Linked DNA regions of Mus musculus: regions 1 and 3 are each linked to region 2. Evidence: chromatin contacts called from public Micro-C and promoter capture Hi-C data. All regions are on one chromosome and are shown on one strand. Each heading gives the region's core, a stretch centred on a gene start, on an enhancer-like site or on the middle of the called end of the contact. The rest is flanking DNA. Distances are from core to core; before and after follow the strand shown. Region 1 holds the start of Adam19 (a disintegrin and metallopeptidase domain 19 (meltrin beta)). Region 2 holds the start of Nipal4 (NIPA-like domain containing 4). Region 3 holds the start of Fndc9 (fibronectin type III domain containing 9).

The links. Hi-C and Micro-C count contacts between places; a contact is called where the count stands out from the background. Capture Hi-C pulls out chosen DNA fragments and counts their contacts.
Region 1: a contact with region 2 is called in a Micro-C map of the HL-1 cell line, with 2.2 times the contacts expected there. The contact joins the promoter of Adam19 here to the promoter of Nipal4 in region 2. A contact is called at or near these places in 3 of 39 promoter capture datasets (cranial neural crest, neutrophils and pre-B cells), 2 of 15 datasets of contacts at CTCF or cohesin (embryonic stem cells and stem cell-derived epiblast-like cells), 8 of 484 Hi-C or Micro-C datasets (the HL-1 cell line, brown adipocytes, embryonic stem cells and 2 more), 7 of 115 datasets of contacts at active chromatin or transcription factors (craniofacial prominence, differentiating embryonic stem cells, embryonic stem cells and 1 more) and 2 of 9 other capture datasets (adipose tissue and liver).
Region 3: a promoter capture Hi-C map of pancreatic islet shows a contact between it and region 2. The contact joins the promoter of Fndc9 here to the promoter of Nipal4 in region 2. A contact is called at or near these places in 1 of 484 Hi-C or Micro-C datasets (epidermal suprabasal cells), 1 of 115 datasets of contacts at active chromatin or transcription factors (embryonic stem cells) and 1 of 9 other capture datasets (pancreatic islet).

The regions. Positions count from the first base shown.
Region 1 is chr11:46,052,993-46,057,399 of GRCm38.p6, forward strand. Adam19 (a disintegrin and metallopeptidase domain 19 (meltrin beta)) reads left to right here and starts at 2,992. Exons shown (of 23, transcript NM_009616.4): 1 at 2,992-3,218. The coding sequence starts at 3,122.
Region 2 is chr11:46,164,420-46,168,534 of GRCm38.p6, forward strand. Nipal4 (NIPA-like domain containing 4) reads right to left here and starts at 1,940. Exons shown (of 6, transcript NM_172524.3): 1 at 1,815-1,940. The coding sequence starts at 1,857. It overlaps Gm35624 (a long non-coding RNA gene), which reads left to right and starts at 1,584. Exons shown (of 7, transcript XR_001780199.2): 1 at 1,584-1,733.
Region 3 is chr11:46,232,979-46,237,224 of GRCm38.p6, forward strand. Fndc9 (fibronectin type III domain containing 9) reads left to right here and starts at 2,579. Exons shown (of 2, transcript NM_177075.4): 1 at 2,579-2,618. All of the region lies in intron 23 of Cyfip2 (cytoplasmic FMR1 interacting protein 2), which reads right to left.

The sequences.
Region 1 (4,407 bases), core at 1,742-4,241, 110 kb before region 2:
GAAAAAGAAGAAGAAGATTAATGCCATCTTCAGCTACTTAGCAAGTTTGAGGCCAGCCTGGGATAATGAGACCCTGCTTCAGGGGAAGAAAAAAAAGACTTCCTTTCTAGGAACACTGTATCCCCACCTTTTCATCTACTCTTTTATATTTCTCAGTACATTTCATTTTATTTTCTAAGCAGTGGCCACTGTGTTCCCAGGCGTGTTGGTAGCTTAAAGGAAAGAGGTGCATTTTGCAGTTGCATGCATGCTATGGTTTTTTTTTTTTTTTCTGAATCGTTCATAACAGCACCTCAGAAACTAGAGGAAAAGTTGCTCCAGGAAACCCTGAGGTCTGTCTTGTGACTCAAATTCTTCAATTTATGCTGCGTCCAACGCCTTGCAGTGAGAGCTGTCTTTCTTACATGTTGTGAAAGGTGAGAAAAGGTGTGCTTGACTTCAGGCTCCAAACACATACCTGCTTGCTTGGCCAGTTCCTCACAGGTTTTTACTCTCAATTTTTTTTTTCTTTGAGGTTTTTGAGACACAGTTTCTCTGTGTAGCTCTAGCTGTCCTGGAACTCACTCTGTAGACCAGGCTGGCCTCGAACTCAGAAATCCATCTGCCTCTGCCTCCCAAGTCCTGGGATTAAAAGCATGCGCCACCACTGTCCGGCTTACTCTCAATTTTTAATTCTTAAGAAATTACATTTTTAAAATTCTCTCTCTCTCTCTCTCTCTCTCTCTCTCTCTCTCTCTCTGCTCCCCTTCCCCATGTGTGTATCAAACTCAGTCATCAATCTTGGAGGTCAGTGCCTTGACCTGCTGAGCCACTTGGCTGGGCCCCTTCCCCTCTAAGTATCTAAGGGCACATGGTCATTAAATACACAGCAAATCATTGTCAGCAAATGGAATTTTCTCAACGTATGACAAGACTCATCTTCTTTCTTTTTTTTTTTTTTTTTTTTTTTTGGTTTTTCGAGACAGGGTTTCTCTGTGTAGCCCTGACTGTCCTGGAACTCACTCTGTAGACCAGGCTGACCTCGAACTCAGAAATTCTCCTGCTTCTGCCTCCCAAGTGCTTGGATTAAAGGCATGCACCACCACGCCCAGCCTTAGACCATTTCTATGGTGATAGCAAATGACATGCATGACAGTGAAGGACTAAATTACCCCCCCCCCCATTCATATGTTGGAACCCAAGCCTTGGTGTGACTGTACAAGAAGATGGTACCCACAAGGAGATAATTAGGCTAGAGTCCGTGAGGATGGGCTCATACATAGCACAGGCTTCCTCAGAAAACCCCGGAGCTCGCTCCCTATACTTGTATGGACAGGGCCAGGTGAAGACACAGTTGTTTACAAACGAATAGAAGAGTTTATCAGAATCTGACCTGGTGACACGTGGGGCTTGACACTCCAGCTTTCCAGGACTGACAAATGAGTCTTTAATGCCTCAGACCAGTCACACCCCTTGCCGCCTGGGGGTGAGAAAGGCAACTCTCTAAGCCACTATCTGCTTTTCCATTACAGCAGATGGAGAGAACTCACACAGTTCCTGTCCACACCAATGGTAAGAATGGTTTGATCCCTTCCCTCTGTGAGAGCCTTGCAGACTCACGGTGCATTGGTTTTGAGAGTTCCTGGCCTGGTTTTGGGGGTGGGGGATGGGGAAAGGAACTGACAAATGTAGGTGCGAGACTCCCCTTCCAGAGCCTCCTCTCCCTTGGAGTTTTGCTAACCAACCCTATACAGATTATTTCTGGCTATCTCTTTTTTCTGTTCTTCATTCATCAACTAAGGCATGTTGCACCAGGCTTTGTAATAGCAAATATACAGACTCTAAGTGAAACCCAGACATTAGCTTTGTGACCTTTGGTGAGGGGACTTAATGCTTTTCTGGTTTGATTCCCCTCCCCCAGAGGGGAGATAGAGATGAAGCCAATACCTACCCCCTCCAGATGGTCGCCTAATTATCACTGTTATTCTACACTGTGTCAATGGAGTCCAGATTAGCCTCAAATTCACCACGTAGCAGAGATTAACCTTGAACTTTGGATCCTCCAGCCTCTGCCCCATAAGTGCTGGGATCACAGTGGTGCACCACACTCCTGGAATTACGAGGTCCTGGGGATGGAACCCAGGGCTTCATGAGTGCATGACAAGCATTCCACCAGCTGAGACACATTTCCAGTCCACAGCGGACTCATGACAAGATCAACTATCAGAGGCCCTAGCACGTACGGAATGTCAATAAAAGCTAAGTCCTAAGTGTCTGCTACTGTAATTTTCTTAGTGATAGCCATCATTTGTGGGCTTCATCTTCCATTGCATCCTAAACCCTAACCATCCCAAATTCTGCTCTCTCCTGTCCCCAACCTATACAGCCCAAGGCTTCCCTCCTTCTCTGTAATCCTGTCTAGACTGTTTCTTGGGCTTGGTGTTCTGTTTCTGGAGTACAGAAGCCCTGTCCTCTGGGATGCTGGATCTGCAACCCCACCCCCTCCACCCCCCACCTCCCGTGTCAGAAGGCCTGGACTAAAGGCCCAGATTGGAGTCCCGATAGGAAAACAAGTTCTTTTAGCACTCATTTCAGTCCCTTGGAATTAACTCTTTCACAGCCTGACTCCAAGAGTAGTCAATCCTGGAAGGTAGAGCTACAAAGAGTTGTCTTGGTCACCCAAAGTACTTAGCATAAAGCGGGATAGAGTAAACTAGCTACAGTGGGGCAGAAGTGTGTGTGTGTGTGTGTGTGTGTGTGTGTGTGTGTGTGTGTGTGTGTGTTTAACACTTTCAACCCCAGTCCTGTAATCTCCCAGGCCTCAAGAATGGTTGATTACTTCAGAAATTCGGATCATCCCTTCCCCTGGGTGTCCTTCACCTGAGTCAGCGATGCTCCCGGGGGGCTTCCCTCGCTCCTCCCACTGCTGTCCCTCCAGCCACCACCAACCCCCTCCTCCGCGTGGCGCCTCCCCTCCTCCCATTCCAGGCAGAGCCCTGAGGGGCTAGGGGCGGAGCGTCTGGGATGTGGGCTGGGTGGCTTTTAGGCCGGCGTTTGCTTGAAAACCTCCGCCGCCGCTAGGCCGGGGGCAGGCAATGGCAGGGGATGTGTGATTGCGGACAGTGAGAGGGCCGTTGCTATCATGCCCGGGCGCGCGGGCGTCGCCCGGTTCTGCTTGCTGGCTCTCGCTCTGCAGCTACATTGGCCGCTGGCGGCGTGCGAGCCGGGATGGACCACAAGTAAGTGGCAGCGCGCAGATGGGTTCTGAGGCGACTAGGGGTGGTGGTGATGACTGAGGGTCTGAGAGTCGCTCTTGCATGCCGGCAGCTCCATGACCGCTATCCCTGCGGACTCCGCCACTCCCCGGGTGTGAGTATCGCCACCCCCAAGCCTAGGAGCCCAGGCTTTGTTCTCTTGTGGTGAGCCACGGGAGGTCGTGGAGCTAGTGCGCTCACTGCAATCAGAAAGCAGTAAGTCTCTCTCTCTCTCTCTCTCTCTCTCTCTCTCTCTCTTTGCTTGCCTTCCTTTCTTCATCTCCCCGTGTTTTCTTACTTTGGGCTTCTCTTTCCGCTGCTCTTCCTATCTTTGCTGTTTTTCTTGAGGTTGCTCGTCTCCGCTCTGCCTCTCTCTCATCGCTATTTTGCGCCCGCTGCTCTAGCAACCCCAGAGCATCCCCAGAGGAGCACCCCAAGCATCCTATCCCGAATCGGCGAGGGAACCACTCCCTGGATCTTGCTGGGGGCGGGGGGGTGGTGGTGTCAAAAGCATACCAGTGGGATAGAAAATCAAAGGTTTCCGAGAGATTAGGGTAGGGTGGTTTACTGGTTATCTCTGCCTGTACACTTAGCATCTCTGAAAGACCATAAAAGAACCATGCGCACCCATTATGCAGATCGTAAGCTGAAGTTCACTAACAAAAACCCAGGTGTGTATAAGTACGCCCCACATTGAAGATCTGATACTGGAAACCGGAGCTTTCTTTCCACCTCACCCAATGCCTATCTCCTCTTGGCCTCAGTTTTCATGTGAAGAAAATGGAATGGGCTCCACGCTTCCAGTTTGGACGCTGGATAATGCCTATTTCTCACAACTGTTTTCCCAGGCACCGCTCCCTCCCGGGCCGCATCCCTCAGAGGTTCTCATAGGATTTCGCGGAAGGGACGGTCCCGGAGGGGCAATGCCTGGCTTCTGTCATCTTGACCCGGGAGAGCTTATTTAGCCTTAGCTCTGAGGCAGCTGGAGAGCTGGGCTGACTCCAGACGGTCGCGGGTGCTTGCTGTACCAACCGTCAGCGTTTTTAAATCAAGCTAACGACGCCCTAGTGTACGGGCTGGGCAGGCTGCAGCCCCCGCCCCATCCCTGCAAGAACCTGACCCGAGGGTTTCCTCCACTCAACGCTCCAGCTCCTTTGCCTTGGATAGGAGAAGG
Region 2 (4,115 bases), core at 690-3,189:
GACTGGTTCTGCATAGCTCACTCTTGTTCCACCAGCTCAGGGCATCCTTGCCCATGAGCCTCATCTGGGGAGTTCCCTGAGCCCAGGAAATGCAGGCAGTAATGTCTGTACCCTCACCTTTCCCCTGCTTTCCCCAATCTCACTGCTAGTGGGCGGAGCCAGAGGACTCACCCCAGCCAATCAGTTCCCCTGAGCACATCCATGGAAGTCAAGTTCTCCCAGTACAGTGAAGTTATAACCAGAGAGAGCTGGTGGCCTAGGGAACCCAATTCAGACGGAGTGCACATGGGAAAAATGGATTCCTTGTCTTTTTCTCTAAAATGTTCTAGGACCGGAGATGTCTGCTGCCTTGGGATACGGGGTGAGGCTGGAAAGTCCCGCCTGGTTGCTTAGGAGACTGAGGTTCAGCCAACACCTAAGAGCAGGCTTCAAGCTCTTCGCTGAAGAAGGGCAGAAGTTAGGGACTCAGAGCATCACACAGGCTGTCCTTCCAAGACAGGACGAAAGTAGAGAAAGTTCCAGATGGAACAGAGAACAGCAGCCACATAGGTCCAGGAGTCTGAATCCAGGAGGTGGTTCATATTCCCCACCGTGGTAGCTGCCACAAATGATTAGACCTGCTGCTGCAGCCTCTGTTTCTACATCTCTAGAATGGGCATAGTGAAATTACAACTCTGTGTCCTGGGGACGAATGGAGAATGGGCATAGTGAAATTACAACTCTGTGTCCTGGGGACGAAGGCCATTGTTAGTATACTTTCCTAACACACACGAGGCCCTGGCTGGGTTCAGTTTCCATCACTGCAAAAACGAAAAGAAAAAGAAAAAAGAACACAAATGAAAAGAATAGAAAACAACAACAACAACAACAAAATGTTTTAAAACCTAGGCTGAAGGCTGAGGAGATGGCTCCTTGGGTAAAGTCTCCTGCTCCCAAGTTCTGGCCCTGGAACTTATGTAAAAGCAGCGAACTCACTTCTCCAACTTGTCCTCTCACTTCCATCACCTCAGGATGGCACTTGTGCCTATAAATATATATCATTTATCACACATGAGAGAGAGAGAGAGAGAGAGAGTGTGTAATATGCACATAGACATATGCACACTAGTAATAAGTAAATTTAAAAATAAAATCAAAGCCCAGTGACTTAGGCTCGCATTTCCTGGCTGAGAGGAACGGAGGCAGGAGAATCACACATTTTAAGCTATTCTGGACAATTTAGCAAGTCTTTGTCTAAATACAACAATAACAACAACAAAAAAAGATAAAACAACTGCCTGCATATCATATTAGAGTTTGTTTCTGGGACTAAATGGAATATAGTTCAGGGAAGGACCAAGGTCTACATAGTTAAGGAATATTCCAGAAAATCGAGGGTATTTCCTAAGCACTGTCTGAGGTCCTTTCTCTCCCTTTTCAAAATGTGTTGTGTAATTTTGGACTAGGGAGCCTCTCTGTTCCTCTACTCTCTGGTTTAGATGATGGAAAGATGTCAACAGGTTATCTAGTTAGCCTGCAGCAAGCCAACACTACTCCTGAGTTTTCTATCCCACCCCTTTCACAGGCCACCTGCCCCAGTGCGCTCTGTTTTTCTTCTTTCTGTTGCTTCAGCTCCCGGCAGCTGCCACTGGGGAGGTGACATCTCCGCCAGACCCGGAACTTCAGGACAGTTTGGGAGCCGAGTGGGAATAAGTTGCTAACCTCCCCTGTTCCCAGCTTTGCGGCCCCAGCAGGTGAGGAGGAGATGGCGAGGATGGTGGGGACAAGGTGAGAAGCGCAGCACCCGCCCAAGTCTCCCTCACAGCCGCACGCACCGTTCTCGCAGCTGCCATTGGCGTTGGCGACCCGCAGCTCCATGGGGACCTGGGCTGACAGCGCCCGAGGTCCGCGGTTCCTGGGCAGGTTGCCGTGACTTGTCCCAACGTGGCTCCGGCAGGCACGGCACGGGAAGCCGCCAGGGTCCGAACCCAGGGGTGGGGAGAGTGACGCGCGCCCCGAAGGGGAGGGTCCTCGGGGAGGAGTCACCCTGTGCCTTGGGCAACACCGGGCGATGGGGAATCAACTCTGGGGCAGGGGCTCATGCCCTTCTGGGGTGCGACCGCAGCTGGGTGCCAGCCACCGAGTCATCCGCCCGTGCCAGGGGCAAGAGAGAGGGGGCGGGTTCCCCGGGCCCGCCTTTCCGGGATGCCAGCACCCACATGTAGCAGAGTTGATACACTCCGGATGGCACAGAGGAAGCCACTTTGGGAGATGGAAGTATCAAAGAAAGGTCTGAGAACTTAGTTCCTCCCCTTCTTCTTTTATCCTCCTGGTCTACTCATCACTGCCTTACTTAGAGGTCTGATCTGTGCTGGGCACTGTGGATGACGGGAGCCCTTAAATGTTCAGTGAATATTTGTGTCTCATGAATGGATGATGGCAGGGGACTGGTAGGCTGAATGGAAGAAGGAAATGAAGTGATTGGCAGTCCAAATGAATTCTGTTCTTACATAGTTCTGGGAGAAGCGAACTAAGACCAATCATTTAGAAGCAGATATTTTCCAAAATCACCGTTCATAAATTTTATACATATATAATAAAATTATATAAGCATACCTGTTTATATAATAAGAGTTGTGATTGAATGTTTATGTGCAAAAGTGATGGCATACACACACACACACATATATATGTGTGTGTGTGTGTATGTGTGTGTAGTGATGGACTCTGTATGTGCTAGTATGTGGGATGTATTGGGTATATTAGTTAGCTTCTTTATGGTACTCATTTCATAATATATATATACATATAAAGTCATCACATTGTATACCTTAAATACACGCAGCTTTCTTACACATATTTGTGTGTGCATATGCGTGTGAGTGTGCAAGCCACGGCACTCATGAGAAAGTCAGAGGACAACTCCCTTTCCACCGTGTCCCTAGGGTCTCAACCCAGGTTAGCAGGCTTGTGCTGTTACCCACAGAGCCTTCTCACCAGCCCTGCAATTTTTATTTGTCAAAAAAAAATACCTCAACACGGTTATAACAATAATTGTAGTGATGGTGGTGATAATAACAAAATCAAGAAAGGTATTGACTCTTCGGATGACGGTAAAACTGAGTCAGAAGGACCCTGACTGCCTGAGCCACGGAAATACTGTGAAGTGCTTGCCATTAGCCAGGCAGTGTTCCAAGTCCTGACCAAATCCGGTTTGTTTAACCCCCATGTCTACCATACTGGGTACATACCTTTATTATCACCAGAGAGCACACTAAGCATAGCGAACAGGTAACTTGTCCTGAATCTCAGCTGGGAACGAGAAGAACCCAGATGGAGCCCACAAAGGGTCACAGAGATTGAACCGCCAACCGAGGAGCCTGCACGGGACTGACCTCTGCACATATGTAATGGTTGTACATCTTTGTCTTCATGTGGGACTCCTAACAGCGGGTGCAGAAGCTGTCTCTGATCCTGTTGCCTGCCTTTGGGACCCTTTCTCCTACTGGGCTGCCTCTTCTAGCCTCAATAGGAGAAGCTGCACCTAGTCCTACTGCTACTTGATATGCCAAGGATAGTTGGTATTCATGGAGGCCTCCCTCCCCTTTTCTGAGGAGACGAGGAGGAGGGGTGGATGGGGCAGGGAGGGTGGGAGTGACGGACCGGGAAGAGGAGGAAGGGAAACTGCAGTCAGGATATAAATTAATTAATTAGTTAGTTAATTAAGAGACAGCACCAGGATGAAAGGCATGATGAAAGGTCAGAGCTGAAAGGTCAGCTCTGGCAGCGAGGACATCTTTGGACATGCAATGTCCATGGGTTTTATCTCATCTAGCTTCCTATGAGATAGGCACTCTTTCTAGTCCATGTGAGGAGTGAAATGAGGCCAGAGCCTGCTGGGCTCCCAAGTCTGAGTCCTTAGCGGCACCCTACCCGAGTCCATCTTGCTCGTGGTTTACTGTCTGGTCACAGAACATATGGCCTCCTCTGACATTTTGGGTTAGCCCTTGCTTTCTTTAAAGATCAGTCCCCTTGCTGGTCAGTAACCCAGCTTCTTGTTTGTCCGTTCTCTGAATGTGAACTGTCATGGGACATGGGGCTGGGGTGGACAGGCAGTGGATGGAGGAGAAGGGGCA
Region 3 (4,246 bases), core at 1,329-3,828, 69 kb after region 2:
CAAGAGCAAGAAGGCCAAGAGCACCTGGCTGGTCAAGAACACCGTACACCCTGGGACCTCACGCCTCCGGAGCCCCTTGCCCCAGCAGTGGTGACTCACTAGACAGCTTCGTCTGGCTCATCAAGTGACCTTCATAGCTTGTCTTGGATGCTTTGTCCAAGAACCAAGGAGGAAGCTGACTTTTGAAACTGTATTTTATCTTTAACTGATGCATAGGCATTGTACGTATTTATGGGAAGCGGCGTGACATTCAGCGCATACAGATCACAGTGAGGCCTGACATATCCATGACCTCAGACATTTATGTATTGAGGACATTCAAAATCCTCTATTGTTACTCTGAAACGATGGATTGCTGTCAACCATAGCTATCCTGCCGTGTTACAGAGCGCTAGGAGTTATTCCTCATGTTCAATGCCACCTTTCCTACTGTGCCTCTGTCTCCTACTCTCTCCAGGCTCATGTGACCATTGCGTTCTTTTCCTTGAAATTAACTTTTTAGTTTCCATAAAGATGGAAGCATATATGTACATGTGAGGTCCATCGTAGCCAGGCACTAAAAGACAAGGGCATGAAGGGGTGTGTGTATGTGTCTATTATGTAAAATCCAGGGTTCCCAGGGTAAAGCATTTACCATGTAGTCGAGAGGGCTGGGTTTAGAACTCTAGCATCTAGTAAATGCTGGACAAACATGGTCTGTGTGTAATCCCAGAAGGCCGAGTGAGGCAGGAGCTAGCTAGCTAGTGTACAACAGTGAAATCAGCGAGTTCTAGGTTCAACTAAGAGACCGTGCTTCGATAGATTAGGTGCATAGTGATTGGAGAAGTCATCTGATATCCACTATCAGCTTCTGGCATCCACACGGACACACACATAGTCACACCCATCTGCACACATACACCAGAACACTACACACACACACACACACACACACACACAAATTTAGAACTCATCTCACCCTCCATTCAGACATGTCCAGGCTCTTGGACAGATGACAGTGAGATATTTTTGTAATGTTGAGGAGACCAGGAAGGAATTTGTTGGGATAAACAGAAAATTCAGGAGTCCTCAAAGGCAAGGCAGACTGGGTCCCATCTGCCCCAGGAACACTAAGCAGCTTCCATTTCTCGCGTCAGTTCCAGGTGACTGACTGACTGACTGGCTGACTGGCTGGCTGGCTGGCAAGCAGCCGTTCATTCATATGTCTGTGCTCAGAACTCCAAGGCTGAGTGTGAGCTCAGCCAGGAGGGGAGATGTGCTGTATTCCTAGAATGCTGTGACAGACTGGCACAAACATGGTGGCTCATAAGTGACAGGATGCTTTCTCACACAGTTCTGTGGACAGGAAGCCTGAAATCAGCACGTCTGCAGGACAGCTCCCCTGTCCCGTCCCCCCATCCCCATCCCCTATCCCCGCCCGCTGCTCATGGATCCATTGCTTCCACTCCTGCCTCTGCCTCCACATGGCCTCCTCTTGTGTGTGTGTCTCCATGGGTTCAAACGTTCATTCTCTTAGAAAGACTCCATAGAAGTGATCAAGGGTGATTTCATCTCGCGATCCTTAACTAATTAACACCCATGAAGGCTCTACTTCTAAAGCCATGCTCTAAAGTTCATGTTGAGGGACCACCAGTCCATGGGAGATAATGGTTGAGCAATCTTGACAAGGGTATTTGAAATGTTGGTACCCGTGTTTTGCCCCTGAGGTGTTCGAAGCTTTAGAGTTGAAGGAACTGGGATCCAGGCAATACAAGAATCTCGCCCAGAACCATCATGTAGAGGCACTGCAGGAAATGAGAGGAAGGAGGGGGAGAATTTCCAGGGGGGAAGTGGGACAGGAAAGGAGGGGACAAGTTCGCCACAGAACCGAAGGGCATCTTTGCATTTGAAACCACTATCCACAGATGGAGATGGAGTAAGACAATGATCACTGGTCAGCCTTCAAGATGGCTCAGCAGTAAACCCCTTACCTCAAGGAGCCTCAGGACCTGAGTTCAATCCCCAGAACCCACATAAAAATGCCAGACACGGGGGTGTGCCTTTGTACCTCAGAGCTTGCAAAGCTCACTGGCCAGCTGGCCTTAGCCTGCTGGGTGCAAATTCCAGGCTCATGAGAGACTTTGTCTCAAACAGAGAGTAGACGGTTCTGGAGAAATGACACTTAAGGGCTGCCTTCTGATCTCTACATAGGTATGACATGAACATGTGTACCTGAAGAGAGAGAGAGAGAGAGAGAGAGAGAGAGAGCGCCAACTACAGAGAAAATACACAAGCACTAGAAGAATGTGCTATCTTGGGGATCAACCTGCAAAATTTTTCAACCTGCTCGTTTCTTGCTGAAGGAACCAAAGCTCCTTTCACTGGCAAAAGCCTACTCAGACTGGTCCCTGAAAGCATTGTGCGTAGATGCCTGCTGGTTGCCATGGTGAATGATGCTGATCTGAAGAATGAATAATGTGAGCGTTGGGGGCGACAGTGGGATTACTCAGTGGTGAGTGAGAAACATCAAGGAGAGCCTGGTGCGGAGGAGGGAGAAGAGGGAGAAGCTCGTCACCTGGGATCCGGTCCGCTCCGGCTCAGAGGGGAGACGTCTATACCAGACACACTGCGAGCATCAGGTAAGAGGCATGGATGGCTGTCTTGGAAATAAAAATGGCTTTTCCTTTCACACTCTGCCTGGAGAGGGGCCAGGCTGTGGGGACTGGATAGCTAAAAATGGGAAGAGTTTAAAAACAGAAGACGGGGAGAAAAAAAAAAATAAATACGAAGAGATGGATTTGTCCCTGGAAGCTGGAGATGCTGTAGAAGCAGTCTCGGTGGAAGCTCTTAGAAACGTCTGCTGCAGGGAACCCAGGCTATAAGATGGCCAGCAGCAGGGGGGAGGCAAGCAGAAGGGGAGGTATGTGTACAAGGACAGGATGCCCGATCACCCCGATGGGAGGGCCTTACAGGGCGCCTGTGTATTAACAGGGTATGAATTCCGCCCACTTACGGAGGTTGGAAGTGTGTTTGTTGGGTATGTAGGTCCCTGGGTGGGGAGGTGGGCATACATCAAGAGACCCGAGGGAGAGTAAGTCCGTTTCCTTCTGAAAGCCATCTCTGGGAGGCTCTGTACACCCCTGCCTCATCTTTTGTATTTCCCATTTACTGGGTGCAAATTCCCAGCCACGTGGAGAGGAGGAAGCTGCTTTCTCAAGCATGTCACTGTCTTTAGAGATGGAAACCAAGGACTGAAAACTTACTTCACGCTGTTACGTTTTCCCCTGGCTCACCTAGCCTAACAACACAAGCCCAGAAACAGAAATCAGTTTGGCTTAATATTCACTTTGGGCTGAACGTGCCCGCTTGCCATTTCAATCTTCCGCAGCATCTGCACTTCTGGCTGGGGATGGGGAATGGAGAAGAAGGCAGAGGGAGACCGGAACATATAGAGCCTGGCAACGCTTGTCTAGATTTTTGATCAGGGGGGATTCAGAAGGAAAGCTTTCTCTCAATCGGAGAGAATGAAAGAAAACCCAAAAACCTTGATGCCTCTCCTTTACCAAAGCTGAAAGGCTTACAATCTGAACAGGGCTCATCTGCCATACAGCCAACCAGGGTACCTCATTTACCAATAATTTAATAATAATAATAATAATAATAAATAATCAACAATAATAATCTATTACTGAACTCAGGGGCTCTGCATTGAAATACAGTGGCTAAGTGGGTAAGTTCTCTCTCTTCCTGTGAGCTGATACTCCAGGCCGCTCATTAATAAGATGGGAATGGAGTCTGTTATTGTGGGAGAAGCCACCTGGCACAGCCTGGATCCAGCAACTGCCGATTTGCTGTGGTTCTCAACCCCTTTGGGGGCCAAACGACCATTGGAAAACACAAACATTTACATTACAAGTCATGACGGTAGCAAAATTACAGTTATGAAGTAGCAACAAAAGCAATTTTATGGTTGGAGGGTCACCATCACATGAAGTACTGTATTAAAGGGTTACAGCATTAGGAAAGTTGGGAACTAGTGGGTTAGACAGTCACAAAAGTCATAGTACTATTGCTACTTTTAGAAGTTATGGGGCAATTAGAAGTTAAGCTATCCTGGGAGCTGAGGACCTTGATCTGAGAAACTAATTTCTTGCACCTTGGGCTTTGACAAAACAAAACACTTGCAGAAGCTTTGAGGTAGATCGCCACTGGGGGGCGCCAGAGGGAATCTCTACTAGTCATGGGAAAAGTAACTTGTCAAAAAAAA